Linked DNA regions of Danio rerio: region 1 is linked to region 2. A link is a contact called in public Hi-C data. All regions are on one chromosome and are shown on one strand. The core of a region is the stretch at or near the end of the contact, and the rest is flanking DNA. Distances in the headings are between cores, read along the strand shown. Region 1 holds the start of trabd2a (TraB domain containing 2A). Region 2 overlaps hook3 (hook microtubule-tethering protein 3).

Region 1 (3,471 bases), core at 221-2,720, 65 kb after region 2:
TTATTTAATTATTATTATTATTATTATTATTAATTATTATTATTTTAAATTTTTTAATTATTATAATTTTTTTAATTCAATTATTATTATTATTATTATTATTATTTTATTTAATTATTATTAATATTATTATTATTATTATTTTATTTAATTATTATTCATTTTATATATTTAAACTCTATAACTACTTCGGCAATACATGTGTAACATTTATAAGAAAGAGACCGTATAAAGCACTACACCTACTATAGTACGGGCTGCAGGAACACTGTAGTATTGAGTGTAAATGACTGTAGTGTTATGAGCAGATGTGGTGTGGACGTTTATTCAGAGGTGGATAATGTCCTCAGCTGACGGTTAATGCCTAATTAGTCCAGCAGAAGGTGAATCCGCATCCAGCAGAAGAGTCTGACACTGAAGACGCGTCTGAACAGATGCCTGCTCAAGACAGAGACTGAACCTGCTGGAGACGGGCCGGAGCGCTCAGTACAGCACTACTCTACTGCTCTATGAGTGACCGATACAGCTCTGAACACACGCTTATCTGCCAGACTACACACACACAGCTGAAGACTACAGTCGTCAGTATTCGTCAGACAGTCCCCCGCTGCACAGTGAGGATATGTTTCCTGTATTTGGTGTTCTCGTTCTGGAGAAAGTCTTATTTTCTGTCTTTATTTCTGTCTTTATTGTGGCTGGAGTAAAAGAAATGGAGAAACGGCTGTGCTCAATATTATGAAGCCCCTCAGAAACAAACCACTGTTGCTCAATCCCTCGCCTGATCACGCCAGTGAAGCCTGTAAATGCTGCTTTAAGCTGAACACTGCTGTGTTGTAAAATCACCTGTGAATATGATCAGCTGTCATCATGCACTGTGGAAATATCCGAGCTGTGGTCAAACATCAACCACTGTGCTTAATTTAGTGTATTTTCAAGAAATGAGTTACTATACAAAACATTGTTTAACATATGCTAAAACAGCCCCGGAGAAAATATTACAAATAAATAACCTGTCCCATCATCATCATCATCATCTACATCTGCACATCAGAGAGCTGCCCACACCACTGAGGCTGGATTTGACATGTCAGAACACACTCCTATAAGCGCTGCGTTATTGTGTGTCAAAAATGGACAAACCAAAAATTATTATTTTCAATTAAATTTAAAATATATTTTAACCCAACAGTTGGGTTACACGTTTGACCCAACGCTGGATTACAAGAACCAAACTTTTGTTTTAGAGAGCACGCAACTTAGCAGTTCTGCATGTTTATTTCTCTCTGTGTGTGTGTGTGTGTGTGTGTGTGTGTGTGTGTGTGTGTGTTGTTGGGAGTAGAGCTCTTACTGGAGTGTTGGTCCGGCAGCCGCTCGGCTCTCCGGGGTTGAACTGGTTTGCTCTCACCATGAGTATCCAGCAGATCTGCAGAAAAGCGCTCCAGCTGACCATCATCATCGTCATCATCGTCATCGTCATTCACTAATCGTCCGCATAATGTAGAGTAGAGCACGGTGCAGTAGAGTAAATCCCGCCCGCCGCTTCAGCCATCCGGGCCCGCGGGGATGCAGGAGCTGCGGAGCGGCTGCAGGAGGAGCGGGGCTCCGGGCTCCATCAGCGGACACCACTGACCCGAGGACCACTCAAACACACACACTCATGCCGGAGACTCGCGCACACTCACACGGACACACGCTCTCGGAACACACGCTGGAGTTTAGTTTGGTTTTCTCCTCAGATCTCCCGCTGGAGTTCAGAAAGTCTCCGCGGCTCCGGCTCTCAGCTCAACAGGTCCTGCGCGTGAGTGAGTGAGTGAGTGTGTGTGTGTGTGTGTGTGCTCCACCTCCCCCACTCTTGTCAATAATGTGATTTGCGCATCTCGGACCCCCGGCGAGCTTTAAACAAACGCGCTTCACTGATCTGCGTCATCAGCCGCGTCTGCTCTTTAATACCGACATTATTATTATCATCACCATCATCATCATCATCATCATCATCATTATTATTATTATTATTAATATAATTATTATCATTGTTATTATTATTATTATTATTTTATTATTATCATTATTATTATTATTATTAATATAATTATTATCATTGTTATTATTATTATTATTATTTTATTATTATCATTATTATTAATATTATTATTATTTTATTATCATTATTATTATCATTATCATTGTTATTATATTATTATTATTGTTTTATTATTATTATTATTATTAATAATAATAATAAAATTATTATCATCATTATTATTATTATCATTATTATCAATATCATTATTATTATTATTATCATCATTGTTATTATTATTATTTTATTATTATTATTATTATTATTATCATTATTATTATCATTGTTATTATTATTATTATTATTATTATCATTGTTATTATTATTATTATCATTGTTATTATTATTATTTTATTATTATTATCATTGTTATTATTATTATTTTATTATTATTATTATCATTGTTATTATTATCATTGTTATCATTATCATTATTATTATTAACATTATTATCAATATCATTATTATAATAATTATTATTATCATCATTGTTATTATTATTTTATTATTATCATTATTATTATTATCATTATTATTATTATTATTATTATTATCAGTGTTATTATTATTACTATTATTATTATTATCATTGTTATTATTATTGTTATTATTATCATTGTTATTATTATCATTGTTATTATTATTATTATTTTATTATTATTATCATTATTATTATCATTGTTATTATTATCATTGTTTTTATTAATATTATTATTTTTATTATTATTATCATCATTATTAGTATCATCATTATTATTATTATTATCATTGTTATTATTATCATTGTTAGTATTATTATTATCATTGTTGTTATTATTATTATTATTATTATTATTATTATTATCATTGTTATTATTATCATTGTTATTATTATTATTATCATTGTTATTATTATTATTATTATTATTATTATTATTATTATCATTGTTATTATTATTATTATTATTATTATCATTGTTATTATTATTATTTTATTATTATTATCATTGTTATTATTATTATTTTATTATTATTATTATCATTGTTATCATTATCATTATTATTATTAACATTATTATCAATATCATTATTATAATAATTATTATTATCATCATTGTTATTATTATTATTTTATTATTATTATTATTATTATTGTTATTATCATTGTTATTATTATTATTATTACTATTATTATTATTATCATTGTTATTATTATTATAATTGTTATTATTATCATTGTTATTATTATCATTGTTATTATTATCATTGTTATTATTATTATTATTATTTTATTATTATTATCATTGTTATTATTATCATTGTTTTTATTCATATTATTATTTTTATTATTATTATCATCATTATTATTATCATCATTATTATTATTATTATTATCATTGTTATTATTATCA
Region 2 (3,637 bases), core at 373-2,872:
GAACACCATACTGCTCATGCTGACCGCTCTCATGTCAGAAAACTGTGTGCATCTCTCCACTTGACTCTTGCAGAGGAGCGACTGACCTGCATCAGCTGACTAACTGTCAGTGATGTCATCAGCACACCAGCAGCCAATAGTGTTCCGCTTTTTCCGCCGGCTCCTCCCTCAACATGTGATTGGCTGTGATTGGTAGCTGGACTGAGCTGCTGTTGTCCGATCATGTAGTGTGTGACGCCCTCTTGTGGATCATTTAAGCAGTGTGAACACCACAGAGATTTTAGACACAAACTCAAGTCATGTAGTGTGTGTTTAATGTTGTTTGATGATGATGATGATGAGGTGTGTGTGTGTGTGTTTAGGTCATTCGTACGCTGGACCCAAAGCAGAATCAGGGCTCCGCTCCAGAGGTTCAGGCTCTGAAGAACCAGCTGCAGGAGCGCGAGAGGATGCTGCACTCACTCGAGGTCACACACACACACACACACACACACACACCATCATCAACATATGACATCACACACACCATCATCAACATATGACATCACACACACACACACACACACCATCATCAACATATGACATCACACACACCATCATCAACATATGACATCACACACACACACACACCATCATCAACATATGACATCACACACACACACACACACCATCATCCACATATGACATCACACACACACACACACACACACACACCATCATCAACATATGACATCACACACACCATCATCAACATATGACATCACACACACACCATCATCAATATATGACATCACACACACACACACACTCTGCTCATGTCCTGTGCTGTGCTGTTGTGTGTGCAGAAGGAATACGACAAGACGAAGTCTCAGCGGGACCAGGAGGAGAAGCTCATCGTGTCTGCCTGGTACAACATGGTGCGTATCAACACTGATCACATGATCACATGACTCACACACACTCACACACGCACACACACACACGCACACACACACACACACACACTCACACACGCACACACACACACACACACACACACACTCATAATCATCAGAGCACAGGTGTCAGACTCAGGGCCGCATCAGATGTGATGTCCTTCTGATTCCTGTGCACTAGACACAGCAGAGATGCACTTTACAGCTAATACAAAGGGACACACACACACACACACACACACACACATCTCGCTTCTCACTGTAGCCTATTAATACTGCTAAGAGGCTTAATCTGTGTTCATAATAGACCTGTAGAGTCACTGTGAGCGCACTGCAGTATTCTGCGCTCCTGATTGGCTGTGATCACACACACACACACACACACACACACACACTGCTGCTGTTGGTGTTGTTATGATGCGGTGAGAGTTATTATAATCATTAGTGTGTTGATGTTCATGAGCTGTGCTGGATGAGCTGAAGCACACACACACACACTCACACACACTCACACTCACGAGGGATCAGTGAATCTCCATCTGATCATACAGCAGAGATTGGGTTCATGATTCCAGTCTCAAACTGTGATCAGACACACTCAGAGCCGCCACACCACACACAGTTGAACAGAATATACACTAATAGAAGACACACAGTGGTGTGTGTGTGTGTGTGTGTGTGTGTCTGTAGGGGGTGCTGTTGCGCTGCAGTGCTCCTCAGTCCAGTTAAAGGCGCAGTGGCATGCGCAGCTCCTCTCCCTCAGGGGTTTCCTCACCTCTCTGAGCGCTGGAGAAGCAGACCATTACACCCACAGCAGAACTCAGTCAGGTGTGTGTTCCAGCGTCCAGCTGATGATCTCCTGTTGTGTTCAGAGGAAGACAGAGAGGCTCCTTGAGGAGTGTAGAGCGCTCGTATTAGGGGACACTGTCTCTTTAAGAGCAGAACACACCAGGGTCATAAACATGAAGATCACAGAGACCGACTGACCTGTGTGTGTGTGTGTGCGTGTGCAGGGTATGGCTCTCCAGAAGAAGGCAGCAGAGGACCGTCTGGCCAGCACAGGCTCCGGTCAGTCTTTCCTGGCGCGTCAGAGGCAGGCCACCAGCTCCAGACGGACGTATCAGCAGACCGCCGCCAGGTAGAGCAGCACCTGCTGGACCGGCCAATCACCACGCTGACTCCGCCCACTCTTCCTGTTACAGTCTTACCGAGAGTATCAGCGCTGCTTTCGCCACATCCGCATTGGTCTTCAATAACACACACACACACACACACACACACACACACACACACATACACACTCTCTGAGCAGTATGTAGAGCTCCTGTCAGATATCTATGCAGTGAGGGAGGCGAGTCGTGCGTGCGTGTGTGTGTGTGTGTGTGTGTATTAGATGCTTCCTGTCCTTTCCCACCAATGATTGTGTGTTTATGTTGTTGATTCATTCCTGATGCCTTAATTCAGACTCACACACACACACACACACACACCAATGATCAAAACACACTTCACACTTCACACACCTCAAAACTGACTGAACACATGCAGACTTCTTTATTCATGAATAATTAAGTAATTAATGAGCTCATTTGATGAGTAAAGATATGTAAATTGGCAGGCGGGGCCAGCAGGACTCCACCCCCTTCAGTATTCTGACTTAAACACTCACTATTGTTCATCTTTAATGAAACTCTAGTCTTAAAGGGGCTTACTCTCCTCACACAGCTGCTTTACTCCTGATGAACACATGAAGATGTTCTGATGATGCTGGAAACACACACACACACACACACACACACACAGTATTACTATATCTGCTTTATCCAGCATCACTCAGATCATCTCCATGTGTTCATGTGTGTGTGTTCATGTGTGTGTGTGTGTGTGCTGTTACTTTAACTTAGTCAGTCGTTTTGCTTAATATAAATTGCATTGTAATGTGTGTGTGTGTGTGTGTGTGTGTGTGAGTGTGTGTGTGTGTGTGTTTAGACAGTATGGCTGCAGTGCTCTTCCCTCAGCAGACACTCTTGACTGACAGCTGTCAATCTCTCTCTTTCACAGCGACGTCAAAGCATGATCTGCAGGGGGCGGGGCTGCATGACAAGGGGCGGGGCTTGTGACGTTGGGGGCGGGGCTGCATGCTGCTGAGTTTAACCCATCGCTGCTCACTAACTAACCCATCAGCGTGTGTCTGCAGTCCCAGAATGCTGTCAGAAGTGGGCGGAGCCTGTGCATGTCAATCACGGCTGACAGAAGAGCGTATCCACGGTGACTGTTACACTTTATATAGAGATGAATGAGTGAGGGCTGGTTGTAGCTGCTCCAGTGTTTCCTGTAGGTCATGAGCCGAGGCGCTGCTGGACGAGTCGGAGCGGATCTGTTACCCATAGTGTTTCTTTGGCTATTTATTTGATGCTGTTTGCTGATTGTGTTACAGCGAGATGTAAACCTGCTGCTTGTGTTAATGTTAATACCATATAAAAGGTGCGATCGGCGCCCCCTGGTGGTGTTTTTTTGGGGGGGTTTCTCCTGTCTGGACTGAGTTCTGGAGTGTACCGTCTCTCTCAGCCGTCCATGAGCAGAGAAACACACTCTCACACACACACACACACACACACACACACACACACACACACTTGTTCCACTTGCCAAGTTTTATATCGCTTGTCTACACTGTGTACATGCTGTACGGCGAGCAGCTC

The links. Hi-C and Micro-C count contacts between places; a contact is called where the count stands out from the background.
Region 1: a Hi-C map of fibroblasts shows a contact between it and region 2, with 6 times the contacts expected there. The contact joins the promoter of trabd2a here to the enhancer-like site in region 2. A contact is called at or near these places in 6 of 18 Hi-C or Micro-C datasets (caudal fin, embryo, fibroblasts and 2 more) and 1 of 4 datasets of contacts at active chromatin or transcription factors (embryo).

What each region holds. Positions count from the first base shown.
Region 1 is chr5:782,517-785,987 of GRCz12tu, forward strand. It overlaps trabd2a (TraB domain containing 2A), which reads right to left and starts at 1,471. Exons shown (of 7, transcript NM_001302230.1): 1 at 1,349-1,471. The coding sequence starts at 1,471. It also overlaps a transcript of dcc not described here.
Region 2 is chr5:717,854-721,490 of GRCz12tu, forward strand. It overlaps hook3 (hook microtubule-tethering protein 3), which reads left to right. Exons shown (of 23, transcript XR_012406619.1): 20 at 363-467; 21 at 846-917; 22 at 1,949-2,357; 23 at 2,904-3,637. Among named protein-coding and RNA genes, the nearest start is that of hook3, 45 kb to the left of the region's middle. Within about 2 kb of position 1,623, at least 6 of the 62 cell types and tissues checked have an H3K27ac peak or open chromatin away from gene starts, as enhancers often do.